Linked DNA regions of Mus musculus: region 2 is linked to region 1. Evidence: chromatin contacts called from public promoter capture Hi-C data. All regions are on one chromosome and are shown on one strand. Each heading gives the region's core, a stretch centred on a gene start, on an enhancer-like site or on the middle of the called end of the contact. The rest is flanking DNA. Distances are from core to core; before and after follow the strand shown. Region 1 has its middle 18 kb from the start of Top1. Region 2 holds the start of Lpin3 (lipin 3).

Evidence for each region. Promoter capture Hi-C pulls out the DNA fragments that hold promoters and counts their contacts.
Region 2: a contact with region 1 is called in a promoter capture Hi-C map of hematopoietic stem and progenitor cells. The contact joins the promoter of Lpin3 here to the enhancer-like site in region 1. A contact is called at or near these places in 19 of 39 promoter capture datasets (the 3T3-L1 cell line, 3T3-L1-derived adipocytes, the C10 cell line and 13 more), 4 of 484 Hi-C or Micro-C datasets (Sertoli cells, bone marrow-derived macrophages, cerebral cortex and 1 more), 20 of 115 datasets of contacts at active chromatin or transcription factors (the SCID.adh cell line, bone marrow-derived macrophages, cardiomyocytes and 13 more) and 5 of 9 other capture datasets (adipose tissue, embryonic stem cells, liver and 2 more).

What each region holds. Positions count from the first base shown.
Region 1 is chr2:160,626,118-160,628,709 of GRCm38.p6, forward strand. No RefSeq gene overlaps it. Among named protein-coding and RNA genes, the nearest start is that of Top1, 18 kb to the right of the region's middle. Within about 2 kb of position 1,299, at least 57 of the 459 cell types and tissues checked have an H3K27ac peak or open chromatin away from gene starts, as enhancers often do. A contact at or near this core is called in bone marrow-derived macrophages, hematopoietic stem and progenitor cells and microglia, where this site is marked.
Region 2 is chr2:160,886,886-160,889,477 of GRCm38.p6, forward strand. It overlaps Lpin3 (lipin 3), which reads left to right and starts at 1,283. Exons shown (of 20, transcript NM_001199118.1): 1 at 1,283-1,332.

The DNA of each region.
Region 1 (2,592 bases), core at 49-2,548:
CTCTGTGTAGCTCTGGCCATCTGGAATTCACTCTGTAGATCAGGCTGGCCTTGAACTCCAAGATCCACTTGCCTCTACCTCCCAGGTGCTGGGATTAAAGGTGTGAGCCACGACCACCTGGCTGGCCTCAAAAGTCTATCTGCCTCTGCCTCCTGAGTGCTCAGATTAAAGACATGTGCCTCTATACCCGACATATACTGTGTTCTTAAGAAAAGGCCCACACTATTGTGCTTCTAAAGCAGGGTCTCTCTTGACTATTTCTGACCCCAGGCTGCACACTGGCCTGAGAGTTGTTTGATCCCCCTGTTTACCATGGGTATTACCTATGTGTACCATCATGGCTGGCTTTTTAATTTTTCTTGTATTGAGACTAGGTCTGTCTGTGTAATCCTGGCTGTCTCAGAGTTTACCATATAGACTAGGCTGGCCTCAATCATAGAGACCCTCCCACCTCTACAGAGTACTGGCCTCATATATCTATCTGGCTTTTTGTGGGGGTAGCAGGGATTGAGTTAAGGTCACCAGACCATCTCCCCATCTGGATCCCATTTTTATTTGCATTTTTTCATATTTCGTGTTGAAAGACTTTCATAAATTGCTTTTGCGATGATATACTGCACTATCCAGCTGAGAGAGAGAAAAAATTATGGGTGATAAACCCAAGTAAAACATTTTGGGCTAGTCTGAGATTTGAGCTGCGGAAGACATAGGGCAGGTGATTTTCCCATACAGAGTCTGAGCAGTATGTTGCTGGCCAAAGGGCAGCTAAAGGTCAGCTGTGCTGCAGAAAGGTCCTCAACCATCAAAATCCAGAGAGAGGAGAGAATTAAGCCAATTACAACATCAGGAGCCCATAAGAAGGGCACTTGGAGCCGGGCCTGGTGGCACATGCCTTTAATCCCAGCACTCGGGAGGCAGAGGCAGGTGGATTTCTGAGTTCGAGGCCAGCCTGGTCTTCAGATTGAGTTCCAGGACAGCCAGGGCTATACAGAGAAACCCTGTCTCAAAAAACCAACCCCCCCCCCCCCCAAAAAGGCACTTGGATGTACCTAGAAGCTGAGGCCTTTCAGAATTGCATTCTGTGTCGCCATGACTATCATAGGCTCTAGAACAGAACAAGGCACTTAGCCGTCTTCTTCCTTCTTGGATGTCAGTTGTGATTTGGGAACCAGAAATGCCCAGGCCCACTGTGAGGTTTGCTATGTCCCAGTTAGGGCAAGCAAGAATCACAGAGGCCAACAAAGCTGGGCTGAGAATGGAAGGGGAAGTGAAACCCTGCCATAGCTCATACGTGCTCAAGCAAAAAAGCCACCTGTGGTCAGTCGACGTTTGGCTTGGGTAAAGAGAGGGTGCCAGAGCAGTGTGGGTAGAGCGATGTGGACATGGGGCCAATCACAGATAACAGCAGTTAAAAAATAACAAGGATGACTTCATAGCGTGAGGGGCTGGGGTAGGGAGATGGCAGGTTTCAGGAGGTAAAAAACGAGAGGTCACAAAAATCAGCCCTTAATAGGTCACTTCTATTATGTAGAAGAGAGAAACTGTTGACTTGGAACTAGGAGGCACCAACAAAGCAAGAAGCCCGTAGTTCTCTCATCTGTAAGATTGAGACTGTAATAGTTCCTCTTGGGGTCAAGTCAACTGATGCATAAACTATGTACAGCTGAGTGTAGCCAGGTGCACAGTGACTAAGGAGCCTGAGACAGGAGACCTGAGAAAAGCATAGCCAGCTTGAGTGGCAGAGCGAGAAACCCATCACCAAAGCATTATCGTTTGTTTGCAAATAACTGTTGATAATATGAGAAGAAGAAACTTCTGGTTTCTGAAACGAGCTGAGGAAGACTATGTGGAGAGCCAGCAGCAACCAGAAATCCAGAGGGGAGAGAAACAGGAGAGACATCCCCACCTCAGAGATGGGGCTCTGACTCCAGAGACATGTGTTTGTGTATGCAAAGTGCTATGGTTAGGCATATCATGCACTGGGAGGAAGATGGCCCATAGCATATCACAGTATCAGAGGATCTGACTATACACACACATGTATAAACACATCTTAAAATTACTTAACCAAAAAAAAAAAAAAAAAAAAGGAGTGGGGGCGGGGGGGGGGAGGAGCAGATGAGACAAGAGGCCCACACTCATGCATGGATGGAAATAGCTAAGTCCGAGAACCCAGGACAAAGAAAACAGAAGGCTTAGAGAAAGAAGCAAGCATAGAGGGGAGCTTATAGGGGAATGAGATAGGAGTTAGCTCAGCTGTCGTGGAGCTCAGAGAAGGTTCACGGTGCGGTTGGGGGGTTGGGGGGGCTTTTGATTAAAGTCTGAGTGAGTTAATGGGCAGGTGCGAAGCTGGAGAACTGAGGCAGGAATGATAACAAAGACCCTGGCTGGGGTTCTCTTGCTACCCTGCTTGACACATCAGAAGTAGGTACCCACATAGAAGGATTAAAGGTAGCACACTATGCTCAGAGAAAGAAGCCAGCCACAGAATAAATAAGTACAATTCAACAACAACAAACCTCCGTAGGCAGAGGCAGGCAGAGGCAGGCAGATCTCTGAGTTTGAAGCCAGCCTGGTCTACAGAAGCTGTTC
Region 2 (2,592 bases), core at 33-2,532, 260 kb after region 1:
CAGGTCACAGCATTAGGAAGTTTGAGAACCACTGATTTGGAGTGTATACAGCGTGTACGATGGCTTCACAGCCTGCCCGAGATACCTTGTAAGTGTGGATTACGGTTATTCAACTCAGAAGCAAGCACCTTTACTGGCTGAACCATTTTTGTTTGTGTGTCTGTCTGTTAGTTTTGTTTTTTCCAGACAGGGTTTTTATGGGTCTCCCTGGCTGTCCCAGAACTACCTCTGAAGGACATCTTACCTTGAAACTCTGGCATCTGCCTGCCCCTGCCTCCCAGTGTTGGTATAAAGGTGTGCGCCACCGTGCTGGGTTGAATGAGCCATCTTTTAGGCAAAGCCTGACCGTGTGTGCTTTTTCGAACAAACGCCTTCAGCGTCTCATGTTTTCCAGCACATCTTGTTTGCAGGGATCATCCATACAGGTAGTCGGAGAGGTCTCTGAGTCAGGGATTCAAAGTCATTCCTGGCTGGCCCCTTGGGTTTATTGCCTACAAATCTGCTCACTTGTCTTGCTCTTGAGAGTGTTGGGTGGTGAGAAAGTGTGATTGGGTGAGAAGACTGGTCACCATCTGCCCTCTGCTGGCCCGTGGTAGTATTAAGCGCACTGCCCACTCGCTAAAGTGTCTGATAGATGACTGAGCAGGTTTGCAATAGCACTGAGCGTATGAAGGTGGTCCGTTCTTAAAGGCGTTCAAGCTCGGTTGAAGCTGGGTGGTGTAACGGTGGTAGATCTCTTTGCGTGTACCACCGAGTTTTGATGTCAGTATGCAAAAACAAACAAGACTGACATTAACTGAGCAAATAAGACATTCCAACTGTGAGCATATAGGTAGTTAGACCTCGGCTAGAAAGGGGGTGTGGAGGATCAAGAAACGCTGTTCCCGGGATGGGAAATACAAGCGCCAAGCCCTCGACAAAGATATTCGTGTTCTCCGTCAAATCTTACAAGTAGCTTTCCTCTGGTATCCGTGGGAGATTCGCTCAAGGTCACAGAGGCAGGTAGTAAGGAACAGGACGTAGGTAGACGCGGTTCTAAAGTCCGTACGTCTTTCGTGCTCCTGTCGTGACAGCTGGTGTGGCCACGGGTGTGGCTGGGAACGAGTCAGAGCCCCGAAGTCTGTTGCTCCCCATAGGAAAAAGGGCGCCCTGGAGTGGGACCACGGGACGGGGGCGGGGTCTTCTCGAAGTGAAGGGTGGAGCCTGGACTGACCGGGAACAGTGAGAGCCGCACCTGGTTGGTGGAAGGAGTGGAGACCGGATCTCACCGGGTCTCAGAGAAAGCGGAAGTGCCGGGACCTGGACCCTTACCTGTGGAACCTCTGCGTACAGGTAGAGGCGGCGTTTCTGGGTCTCAGTGGTCCTCGGGAGGGAAGTTTCAACGTAGAAACCTAGCCCATAGGAAAACAAAATATGTTTTTCTTCCACTCTGTTCTATCTCATTTTCACGTCAAGGGACAGAGACCACAGGGAGCTAGGGAAAGAGTAGGGGAAGGCTGGCTTCACTTCCTGCCCCTTCCCCTGCGAGCTCCCTGGATAGCCAGGACTAGGAAGCTAGAGAGGAATGCCAGAACCTTTTAGAGAGGCTTCCCAAGACTGGCGGCGTGTCCTTGGTAATAAGAGTCCTCAGTTGCAAAGAGTGTCCCTGGCCCTTGTCTGGCCTGTCTTGCCTGTCAATGAGGGGAACTGAAGCGGCAGTTTCCCAATGCTGGGGAATTGTAACTTAGCGGTAGACCGCTTCCCTGGTATAAGGGCCCCTCCTTATACCCCTACTCTCTTTGGTGGCAGTTGGAAAGTCATCCCCACTCCATAACTCCCCCATCTCAATATCTGGGGTCCCAAGAGTCCAGAGGACCTTGGTTTGGCTTCCCTGTGGTAGAGACAAGCTAGCCCTAGAACTTTGAGGATATATCTAGCCTGGCTTGAACAAGGTACTCCACAAAGCCTGGAGTTCACCTTTCTATTTTGTAAATAGTGAGGTTCCCACTGGTCATGGTGTTGGGTGGCAGCCTACTGTGTCTAAACTGTTAACTGCAAGTAGAGACTGGCCTACTGCACAGCCCACAGCCTGAGTGAGTGTGGAAAAGTCACGATGCTGGTGTCTCTGCTAGATGTCACACACAGGCATAACACCTACTGTACAACAGGGCTGTATCCAAATTATCTCAGCGGGTACTCATCCCTGCCTGATACTATCTCCACTTAAAGAAGCTGGAACGAAGGCTCAGATAAATAGGGACTGGAGAGATGGCTCAGAGTTAAGAGCACTGGTTGCTCTTCTAGAGAACCCGGGTTCAATTCCCAGCAACCACATGGCAGCTCACATCTGTAATTCCAGTTCTGGGGTCTGACACCCTCACATAGACATAGATGCAGGCAAAGCACCAATGCACAGAAAAAAAATTAAAACAAAAATACTTAAAAAGAAAACCTCAGATAAATGAAGCATTTTGCCCTGGGAAGGGGCAAAGTATAGATTAGAACTCAGCCACTGTGGTGTTCTTACCCACAGTGCTTTGCTGCCATCAATAATCTGAGTCTCTAGTACTTAGCCTAAACAGTAGGACAGTCATGGAAGAAAAAAGTCAAAAA